2 separate regions of the Mus musculus genome follow, and region 2 is linked to region 1. The links are chromatin contacts, called in public HiChIP or PLAC-seq maps. All regions are on one chromosome and are shown on one strand. The core of a region is the stretch at or near the end of the contact, and the rest is flanking DNA. Distances in the headings are between cores, read along the strand shown.

Region 1 (6,070 bases), core at 2,066-4,565:
ATTTGGACAAGAAAAGTTTCAAAACGTGCAAATACAATTCTCTCTTACTGACTCTCTGAGTCTCTTATTGCCTGGATAGTAAGTTTATGACCTAACAGGAGAAAGCATCCTGAACACTCAAGATAGTTCTTTAAGACAGCTTGGCTCTGTTCTCTAAAGCCAACCCAAAGCAGCACTATGATAGAATCAGCTGGTTAGTAAGGTCCATAAATAAGTTTCTGTTTCCTATAGAGTTGTGTCAAAAGAAATTTTCATCTCTGTGGGGAAAGTATTTCATGTGAATCCCTTGTTCGAAATGGAAAGTGATGAACTATGAATGAAGGGACACAAATATGGGTTTTTAGCTATATCCTCTGAACACTTTTATATTCTTTACTTTTAAAATATTGCATAGGAGATAGTTATACATTGCCATAAAATTTAACCTTGGAAGAATCAATTTGGAACAATAATACCAGGTAATTTCTGATTTTTTAAAATCCTCAATAATGGCAGCTTTCACATACACATGAGGGAGAAGCTAAGCCCCTTCCTCAGTGGCACCAAAGACAATCTCTAGAGTATCTAAACCTCAAAGAGTGTATAAGCCCAAAGGTGAAATGGTCTCAATATGTTCATATTAGACATAGAGAACATGCCCAGGTCATTAAAATAATAACATCATGTCCTGTTATCAAACTTAACACAGAAAGAAAACTTTTAGATTATTTAGAAATGATTTTAAAGGTTCTAAAGTGCTATCAAATCATGTAGATTGTGTAATAGCTCATAAAATGCAAAAGTATTAAACAGACTTGGGTCTGTTAGGCAAGGTATGATAATTGCTTGGACAGACAGACAGATACACACACACACACACACACACACACACACATTCCAATGATCACAATGAACGACTGTACACACGGGGGGAGGGGGCACACAGACACGTGCACAAACACACACTCCAATTATCACAATTAACTTGTGAAAAACACACAGACAAACACACACACACACACACCAATGATCATAATGATCTTGTGCTTAAGTCATCTCTGATATTTCTACAACAGAAGTTTCAATAACCTTTGCAAACCAGATACCACTCTTAGCCACAGGAAAGTCTTCTGCCCAGCCTGTACCTCCTGCATTGGATGGGAACTCCAGACCAGGAGCTACAAAGAATAACTCAAAGTCAAGTTCAGGAAGAACCTTATGAACACAAATGCATTGATTGACAAAGAACATTCCAAACCCCACGTAATCTCCACCTTGTCACCCTGTGAAATATGTTCCCTTGCTTGGATGATGTTATCACAAACCTTTTTGTTTTTTTTTTTTTTAGGGTTTCCTTCATTTAGAACACAATGGATCTAAAAGTTTAAAAAAAAAACTTCTATGGCTTAATTGTATTCTAGGTAGCATAATTTGTGCTTTGGACTTCCCTGTGCTTATTTTTGCTGACCAGCAACTAACAGATACACTGCTCTTGACTGCCTTGTCATCTGAATTGAAAACCTCATTAAAAGTGTCAGAGCCTCCTCTCCCTCGAACAAAGCCACTCTGCATCTCCAGCAAAGTGGGTTAAAAGGGAAGCTCAGAATTCAAGGAGAGACCCTGAATAAGAGATTGTAAACAGCTTTTCTCACCTCCTTTCAGAGACATGTTGTATTTTCTCTTGCATTTATAGACTATTGAACAATATGGTGTTACCTGAGCTGTATTCCCCAGCCCTACTGGCCAAGAAGAATATGTATACATTAACATAAATTCTAATCACATATCCTGCTTAAAAATATGACTCACTACTGTTGACAATATTATAACTAGAATCATACTAATATTTTTACCTAAGTAATATCCAGGATATATCAATCACCAAAGTATTTAAATGCAGGATTAAGGAAATGGATCTGTGGTTAAAGAGTGCTTACTGATCTTGTAGAAGACTCAAGTTGAGATCCCACCATCCATTTGGACATCTCACAACTGTCTGTAACCCAGACATCTACTTTGCCTTGGCAACTGCGCTTATATGTACATATGCCTCCAAACACACATCCACATAAATATTAAATTAAAATAAACCTTAAAACCATAAGAATAATAAATTAGCAAAATATAGTGGGTCTGTCTGTCTCTCCCTCCATCCCTCACTATCCCAGCCTCCCCCATGTGTGTATGTGTGTGTGTGTGTGTGTGTGTCGTGTGTATGCCTCTGTGTATGTCTAACTGTCTGTCTCTGGGTATGTATATAGCAGAAAAACTACTTTTATTACTACTACTATTACTACTACTACTACTACTAATAATAATAATGGATAATGAGGATTGTATTGATCAGTTTCTAAAACAATCAACTTAAAATCAAGATTGATTGGCTCACAGGTTTAGAATTGCAGCTTATAGCTGCTTGGCCCTGGTACTTTTGGTCTTACCAAGAGAAATCACACCATGGCAGAAGCATGTAGCACAGCAAAACCACTCACTTCATGAAGGCAGTGAAAAAGAAAATAGAAGAGGCTGGGAACGTACAATTCTCACTGAGATCACCCTATTAACTATGGGCATCCCACTGTGCTTTGCCTCTTAAAGCCTGCCTATAGTGCCACATGCAGGGGATGAAAGTTCCAATGGCACTTCCTGAAACCAAGCAGCGCTGGCTACAGAATATGCATATCTTCAACACCAGCTGTCTATCACATGCTCCTTTCCCAGGTAAGTGGTGCTCAGTAGGATACTGCAATCTCTTATAGGCCTTGACTGAGTAAGAAAGCACAGAGTAAGATGTGGCTCAATGACGGAGCCTCCTCTCAGGATATTGTTTTAGCCTCCAGTCTCAGCATATGCCCATCTGTATCATGCTCACAACCTGTTCATATGTGTGTTCATGTGTTCACATGGAGACTGGAGGTATTGCTCTCCATTTTATTCTTTGAAACAATTCTCTTGTTGAATCTGGAGCTCACTTATTCAGCTAGACTGGCTAGCAAATAAGTCTCAGGGATCCTCCTATCTCTGCCTCTCCAGGAGTACAGCATCCCCAGTTTTTGAAACGGGTACTGGGAATCAAAGCGGGGACCTCATGTTTTACTGGCTGAGTCATCTTCCTAACCTTATACGGCTTGATTTTTACCTCTCTGACCACTGGCTTCAAATACAACATAATCTACAACAGAGTGGATGATTGATTTGTTCTGCTCATCATCAACTGGAAGCAATGAACACAGGCCAGCAGGCTTCTTCAGTGTCCCTGGAGGGAAAGTGAAAGTAATTGATGGGGCTAAGAAAAGTAGAACTCAGTCATTTGTTCCTGGGGATCTCAGCCTCTCCATCAACTTCATCTTAGGAACATAACCATGTTTTCCTAATGGTAATATGGAATGGGAAGTGACATCCCATGAGTAATTTTACTCATAAATAATTCAGACACTGTCCAAATGGGCAAGGATGCATGAGTGCACCCTGTGATAAAAGATGCAATGTGGAGCATTGGTGCTGATTGGTAATGATAATCTCCATAGTCAGTCATCAGCTTTCGTGCATATAGTGGGGATGGGGGGTTCACTGTAGATTTGTGAGCCAGGACATGTCTTGTATACTTTATATTATTCAGAGAGCCAATGGCTTCAGATGATAGAGTTTTTAATCTCATAGGTATGAAAACCTGAGTTAATCCCCAAAGTCACATAAGTATTGGGGAGGGGAAGACAAGCAGATCTGTGGTGCTAACTGGCCAGACATCCTAGCTTTGTTGGCAAATTCAAGGCTAGTGAGAGACCCAGCTTGAAAAAAGAATAGGAAATGTGGATGGTACCTGAGAAGACACTGGGGTTATCCTCCGACCTTCACATACACACACATGCATAGTACAGCTCTACACATGATAACAAATACATGTATAAACACACACAGAGAGACATGAGTAGTACACCTTTACATGTGATAAAACACACATACACACACACAAACATATAAAGCCAACCTATGAAGGTTTGACAGTAAAGACAGATCTCATGTGTTTATTAAATGGTATAGGCTTTATTAAGCGAGGTTATGGTATTATTATTATTACTATTATTATTATTATTATTATTATTATTATTATTAAATTCCTGGTAGGAGAAGGAGCAAGAACTGCTAAGGAAAAGTCTTAGCTTACCAACAGGATGGAGATATCCATAAAAACTTAGCTGAGGTTTTTTTCCACGGATATAAAGGCAGGATTTCCAAGAAGTTTGCAGATGAGAAGCCAAGGTGACACATTAGTGCAAAGTGACAGCCAGTTGACCCCTGAATCTGCTCTGGGAGCTAGAGCACAGTAGGTAGAGCAAGACCCACAAGCAATATAAGTTGGGCTAATATGTTTCTATGTCTCAGAAACATTCCAAGTTTTAAACACAGATGCAACATCATGTAAAGAAGTGATCTATAGACTCAGCCATGATCTATAGGCACTAAAAGATTAAGAGTGCAGAGGCAGCCCAATAAGCATAAGGATTCTATGTCAATCATCAAACCTACTACAAAGATGGATGTTGCTGTGTGGAACCTGGAATCCCAGTGCTGGGTTGACCCCTTGGCTTTCCTTCCAAGTCCATCTAGCTGACTTAGGAAGCTCTGAGAGAATGAAATCCTGTCTCAAAAACAATGACAACAAAAACAAAATTAGCCAACCAACCAAGAAAGAAACAAAATCCAAGGGTAGATGATAGCATCTGATGAACACCAAGGAGCAAATGACTGAGTTCTACTTTTCTTAGCCCCATCAAGGACTTTCACTTTCCCTCCAGGGACACTGAAGAAGCCTGCTGGCAAATTGTCCTTTGGTCTTCACAAGCACATACATGTAGCACATCCCCTCAAACTCTTAACCCCCAGTACATGCCACATGCCTGCACACACACACACACACACACACACACACACAATCTCCCCCACATACATTACAAATAATTTTAGAGTTTACTTGGATCCTTACTCCACATGTACATCTTAGAATCAAACATCAGTTCAAGTTTTCCGCTGTTTCAAGCCCCACTGCCCTCTCCCCACCTCCTGCCAAAGATGAAAGCACTTCTACTAGGTGGAGTGACCAGGGGCTAGGCAAGCAGAAGGAAGAGAGAGATAAACCAAAATAATCTGCAAATTGGATAATCTCTGGACAGAATAGTCTATTATCACAAATGCTTGGTTTTAAGCTCTCCATTCTCCAGGGAGCCATACCCACAAGAGAGTCACTTAAAGGCTAACTCAGCCCCTCACTGGCATGTGACAGGTTTTCGTTGTTACAGAAATGATGGTGCTGTTTATGGAAGATTCGGACGAATCTGAAAATCACCTGGAACACAATTTCATTGCCTATGTACTTATGGGATTTAAAGAAAGGAAAAACGACCAGTTACTATTTCAGAGATTGCACACCCTGAGAAGAAAAATAACCTCTGTGATTCTTCAAATACCTCAATAAACTAAATCTAAATATTTCTACCTGCCCAACATCTTTTTTTTCTGTTTTACCTCTCCCCATTCACTTCAAACATGATAATCGCTAAAAGCCTAACAGTGAGCAGAAAGTGGAAAACCTCCAGACATTTTCCCTGATACAAGGATGGTGGTCTCAGCTGTACACTATTACAAACATTAAGACTGCATCAAAAAGAACATGGTCAGGCTCTAGCTTGAGAAGGGCAATAGATTATACTCAGTTTCCTGGCTAGATTAGTGGTTAGGTAGGGTGAGAAACCCTGTCTTCTGTCTACAAGAATGAAAGTTGTATGCACCACTGGGTACTTCAACAGCAGATAGTAACAGATGCAACTATCACAGCACTCTGATGTTACACCATGTGACAGAGGACTGCCATGTGCACGTGTTGTAGAACAGTTAAATGACATCGCCTGTGACTGGGAAACTAAGAGAAGAAAATGGAGTTGCCCAGAGTGAGATCTAGTAGTCCATAGGGATTCAGAAAGAAGCGAAGTGCCCAGAAAGGCTATCATTGGTCAGAGATAAAAAGAAGTCCTCCTAGAAGGAACAGATGAACTGGATTCGTTCTGATGTTCTGATGGGAAGATGCGCCCCTATC
Region 2 (6,070 bases), core at 1,166-3,665, 660 kb before region 1:
TGGTCTTGCCAGCTCACATCAGATATGGAGAGTCAGTGTAGTCATTGGGTTTAAGTTTATCTGATAGCTGACAGAGGGCTGGCAGCTCCCTCAGTTTTCTGGTTCTCACAAGGTCAGTGGATGCATGCTCCTGAACTTCATCTTTCTTATTTGGACAAATGTAGCAAAGAGTGCATGAGAGAATATTGTAATGCTTTGTAAGGATTTTTAAAAGGAAATTAAACCCCACTTCAAAGGTTAAGAAAAATCTGGGCCTAAAGTATTTCTTCTTGTGCCTTTCATGGGATTCCAAAGAGCTAGTAACTTAAATAAAAAGGGTTTTGCACATCAAAGACAGCTGGACAGGGAAGTCAAAATTGACAGAGCATACAGACTCATCCCCACACTCCTAGAGAGTGAACCAGTAAGGGGCAGTGGTGGGATCTTACAGGGTACCTGTGATATGTGAGAACTAGGCAAGAGAAAGCAGAACAGAAAAACTGGACATAGGGTAAGCAATGGCCACAAACAGACAACTAAACTGAGACATATAGGGTCTACTCAAAGGGATAGGAAGACAAAGAGGCCAGTGAGCTCCCTGTTAGTCCCTGCTTCCTGCTTCTTTAACTCTTTGTATTGATACTTCAGAGCTCTTATCCTTCCAAAATGCTCTATAGCCTTTCACCACACCACTGAAGATAAATAGGTTGTTAGATAATCAAACTGAGACAACTAGGAAGAGTCTCTTCAAAAGATCAGGAGGGTCTGTCTGGAGCAGCTGGAGGGGATAGGGAAACTAGGAAATCTCAGGGTAGCAGGTTTAGTTTTGGAGAGTCCCTTCCAAAAGTTCACACAAGTAATTTTCCAGAGCAAGAAACACAGAAAGAAACCAAACTCAAATTCCACATGAGAATGATGAATGGAATAACATCCTACAGGTAAGATGGTGAAGCAGGCGACACATGGGAAAACAGACGGGAAGTATACTTTCAAAAGGAGCCAAGCTAGCTAGGAAATGACAAAGGAACAAAAAGATGTAAACATGAATAAGAATTATAGGAACTCAGAGACCGAGTAACTGGCTTCAGTGAACAATTCAAAATAAAAGGAAAAGTCATTTTCGGAAATGAGAAAGAAACACGAGATTAAGAAGCGTAACAAATCATGTCTTCATAGACATGAAAAAAAAAAGCTGAAATTAAGCACTGAAAAGACACTGGGAGAATGTGAGAGAAGCTGGTGAACAGAGAAATGAGGCAAACCAGACATCACACGTATAATAAGACTTCATAAGAACCCAAGGCAGAAGCACAGGCTCTAATGATGGAGGAAAAAAAAACCTTTAAGGAAATGTAATGATCAAAACAAAAGATTTGAAACTGCCCATTCAAAAGAGCACATCAGAGTTGTCAATATGGAAACATATTCTCGTATAATTATTTAGCTATGAACAGGAGGGAGAAGAAAAAACAAACCTTTAAATATCTAGGAGAGAGTGCCAGATGGCTTATAGAAGAAACAAAATCACATTCTGTATTGTGGAAGGGAAACTTTATGTTAGAAAAGCATAGACATATAATAAAGATTCACATTCAAAAGGATCTGAGGATATATTACACAGCAAGGCTGACTTTCAATTACAAAGACTGAAGATGAACTGTTAGTAATATACAAGTACTCAGGCTAAATTGCTGCCATGAGTATGTTCTTCAGGATCTATTGGAGACTAAACTTCATGTGTCCAAGAGGATAGAAACCATTAATGTACAGATACGAAATGAACCAATCTTATATGTGGAACATTTGTAATGACTGAGTGCTCTAAAGACACTGGTATACAATACCAATGCCGAAGAATAAACACAGCATGTGCAAATTATGCTCAAAACTTGAAATATCTATAATGGTGATCACAGAGCTATTACTGTCATGAGAGTTTCCCCTGTGAATGGAATAAAGATTCTAAACGTCATATATGCTATGGCTATAATCACTCATTCTCCCTGGTAACTTGATTTATATCATGGAAAAAGTGAGATAAAGATATTAGAATTGAGTACAAGTGAACCTCTGTGGTTCCACATGTAAGTGATAAACATCACCATGAGGCACCTTTATATTTCATCTTCAAAGTAAAGGAAATAATGAACGACATCTCAAAGTCCTGTCTCCGGAAGCAGCTTAGAAACAATGGCACACTGATGCATGTGTCTCCAGATCCCTAGCTCTCTTAGCATGATGCTGAAGGTTATTTCCAACAAAACAAGGCAGGCATTTCTAGAGAAATAGTTGATTAGAAATCTAACAGAAAAAAATATATCCAGAGGAGCCTGAACACTCTACTAGGTCACACCTATTTAAATGTTTACAAAACACATTTGAAAATGCAACCAGAATCTAAGTTTAGGGCTGATGACAAATGGCATGGATACAAAGTGTAAGAATTATTTAAATCTGATCCCATAAGGATGGGGAAGAGACCTTTGTGGTAAACCTGCCAAGAGAAGCATTTTCCCAAATTATCTACACAAAATGGGCCAGCAGGTGAGCAATAGCAGTTGCAGTATACATTCTTTTCATGGTGATTCCAGAAAGAAATGAGGTCTGATAATGGAATTGGAATGTTGTCATTTCATATTTCTTGATTAAAGGGTACAGACACGATACACCAATGCCAGTTGTCAAAAAAGAAAACTAAATAGCAGCAGCAACAACAACTCCCCCCCCCCCCAAAAAAAAAAAAAAACAGTGGGATCTCAGCAGTATGCTTCTTGGTGTATTATAGCTTCTGTAAAGGATGTTCATCAAAGATTGATGGAGGCTTTGCAACTCCCAAGTTACAGGGAAATCATGGAGAGAGAGGAACATGTTTAGCCTTACCATGGAGATATGAGTCCCAAAAGACAGACTGGAAAATGTTCACAGGACAGGTGGTTTATTTTCCTCACCTACTAAATTACCAAGAAGGAGAAATAAGAACAAAAGAGAAAAAAAGAATGAAATAGGAGGGGAAGCCATACTAAAAGAGATTTAAAGATCCATTTAAAACAGAAGACTAACTAATGCATGCAGTCATAGTAAGTAGTTTAGAAACCTGGAACTCCACTTGGTTTGGGCTATGCATATACCCTTTCTACAAACAGTGTACCCAGAAATCTGTTAGCACACTAGGACTCCCACTGACATCAAGTTGCATGCACACTACACTCTGAACAATGGAATATGTTTCCCTTCCTTAATAACCACTGATCTTTGATAGTACTGATTTGAACTCTGGTTATATGTGGGTTTAAAGATATGAGTGATGATCTGGCACAGAATGGTTTTGGGAGCATGGGCAATAAGACAAACTATGTCCTCTAAGTGGACCTGTGGAGAGAAACCCTTATTTTTCATGTTACAATTATGCATAATTGGATGTGGCTATTATTAAAATCAGATGCATTGTGAGAGGGAGCATGTGAATTAGAGGATAAAGCTATATAACTTAATATAGTTAAAACAAAGTAAGGCAAAGCATTCTTACACCACCCCTTAGCAGCAATAATTGGTTACAAAGATCCTTGAGTATCTCCATCCATGTGGCCTGTTGTCTTGACTGCATAGACCCTTTACTTTGCTTTTGTGTAAACTTTCATGACAACTTTGTAATTACTGAGTACTTACTTCAATTCCCTGAAGAGGATATCAAGAACCTAGAAACTCTCATTCCAGACTACAACGACTTGAAACATAATCTATACTGTTTGTATGTATAGATATGAAAAGATTACCTAGAAATTAAGGCTCGTTTTTCTTTTGTGGAGACGGGGAGGTTCCAATCGCGAGAGGGAGCTGGGAGGTTTTTCCAGGGCACTGGAAAGGCTCACTCATGGAAGATTTAACTGTAGATTTGTTATATTTCACTTCTGTATTTGCTATAATTTACAATTTTAAAAAGTTAAGTTAAATCTCTTACTATTCTTAGAATAATAAGGTTGCTTCCATTGTGAGATTTAATGGCTTCCCATCAACAGTCCTTTTCAAAGTGCCTTGTTTCCCACAGAGTTAATAGATGTCAAGAAAGAAAGGAAAAACAAGACATCCCCTAAATGCGTTCGGAGCTCATTGAACTCAGTGTGCTAAAGGATTTTTATCACAAAATTGAACTTTTGGCCACAGTCTGCTATTACAAACTGAAATCCATCCTGTCCTCTCCCCCCCACCCCCCCACCCCCCCAGTCAATGGACTAGACTACATAGCTCAGCCTTCCTTGTGGAAGTATGTGACAAAGGAAATGACTGAGTTTTGACTAGCAGGTTAGGAGAGCATATGTGATAACCCTCCCACTTCCCCAATGTCCACATCTACAGGTCATCCTCCCTGCCCTTCCTTCTCTTCAGAGATGTTCAATACTGACACCACAATGTCCTTAGAAGCCAGAGTTGAAATGGCAGAGTCATCAACCTGCCTGAGGCTCCATGGAAGTAACAGTGTCTTTTCCAAGCCTGGGAATCCACCTGCGGCTATTTATCTTCCTTAGGATCTTCTAAAGTTCCAGGCAGTTTGCTTTTTTACAAATTATCTCTAATCGCTACACTGTACATTTGATTCCCTACAACTCAAAATTTAAACATTTTAGTTTTTTATGTAACAACTTGTATGTTACAGACATAAAGGAATAATACTAAATTCCTTATAAGTTGTAAAGTTGTTAATTTTTCATCTATGAATTCCTTGGACTGCTTGAAAACTCATGTAAAGGTCTCTATTCATTTTAAACAAATAACATTAATAATAAACTAATTAGAAAGCACAACAACAATGAATAAAATATCATTGCACAGATTTTTTTCATATTCTGTGTTTATAAAAGATCATTTCTTGCTTTCCCAAAAGACATACAATTACATTTTAAGGGAATGTGTTAGGAATTTTTACAAAAATAAAGAGTGATTTCATCTTTCCTTCAAAAGAAAAGTACTTATTAAATTAGATTTAGAAGAAGTTAAAATTATTTTACTGTTGTTTTGTGTATTGGAAGGTAAGACACAATAGAAGAAATTGATACATCAGTCAAAGAAAATGTTAAATCTAAAAATTCCTGACACAAAACATCCAGGAAATCCAGGATACCATGAAAAGACATAAACTAAGAACAATAGGAATAGGAGAAGGTGAAGAGTCCTAGCTCAAATATCCATGAAACATTCTCAACAAAATCATACAAGTAAACATTCCTAACTAAATAGAGATGTCTATAAACAAACAAGAAGCTTATAGAATATCTATTAGAGTAGACCAGAAAAGAAACACTCCTGCCACATAATAAGCAAAACACAAAATCTACAAAGCAAAGAAGGAATATTAAAAGTGGTAAGCAAAAAAGGCCAGGTAACATACGAAGGCAGACCTATCAGAGTTACTTCCAACTTCTCAACAGAGACTCTATATGTCAAAAAGGTCTGGACAGATATCTTGCAACCTCTAAAAAACCACAGATGCCAACCTAGACTACTATACCAGCAAAACTTTCAGTCACCAAAGATGTAAATAACAAGATATTTCAAGACAAATCCAAATTCAAGCAATGTCTATCCACAAACCCAGCCCTATCCCTCCCCCCTCAAAAAAATACTAGAAGGAGAACTTCAACCCAAGGAAGATAACTACATTCAAAACCCACAGGAAACAAGTAATTCCCTACCAACAAAACAAGGAAAGCACACACACACACATACCATACCACCACACCACCACCACCTCCACTACCATCAACATGACAGAAAATAACAACCACTGATCATTAATATCTCTCAACATCAATTGAACTTATTTCCCCAATAAAAGGATACAGGCTTTCTGCTGGCCCTCAGGGCTTCAGTCCTTTTCTCTCAAGCAATACCAACCTTGGGAGATAGGAGGTTGAGGGTGCAATCCAGAATGCATCAGAGACCTGGGAGGTGAGAGGCTCTCAGGACTCAAAGGGAGGACCTTAGATGAAATGCCTGACAGTAGGGAGAGGGAACCCACACAGCCCACCTCCAGCAGGAAGACAGGGCATCAAATGGGGGGGGGGTTGACGTCCCACAGTCACAACTCTGACCCATA

What was found. HiChIP or PLAC-seq counts read pairs in DNA pulled down with a chosen protein or histone mark.
Region 2: a contact with region 1 is called in an H3K4me3 HiChIP or PLAC-seq map of the SCID.adh cell line, with 16 times the contacts expected there. The contact joins two enhancer-like sites. A contact is called at or near these places in 2 of 484 Hi-C or Micro-C datasets (embryonic fibroblasts and ventricular fibroblasts) and 1 of 115 datasets of contacts at active chromatin or transcription factors (the SCID.adh cell line).

The regions. Positions count from the first base shown.
Region 1 is chr1:129,491,471-129,497,540 of GRCm38.p6, reverse strand. The region is part of intron 2 of Thsd7b (thrombospondin, type I, domain containing 7B); the gene reads right to left. Among named protein-coding and RNA genes, the nearest start is that of Gm36347, 120 kb to the left of the region's middle. Within about 2 kb of position 3,315, at least 2 of the 459 cell types and tissues checked have an H3K27ac peak or open chromatin away from gene starts, as enhancers often do. A contact at or near this core is called in the SCID.adh cell line, where this site is marked.
Region 2 is chr1:130,149,261-130,155,330 of GRCm38.p6, reverse strand. The region is part of intron 17 of Thsd7b (thrombospondin, type I, domain containing 7B); the gene reads right to left. Among named protein-coding and RNA genes, the nearest start is that of Gm41951, 150 kb to the left of the region's middle. Within about 2 kb of position 2,415, at least 3 of the 459 cell types and tissues checked have an H3K27ac peak or open chromatin away from gene starts, as enhancers often do. A contact at or near this core is called in the SCID.adh cell line, where this site is marked.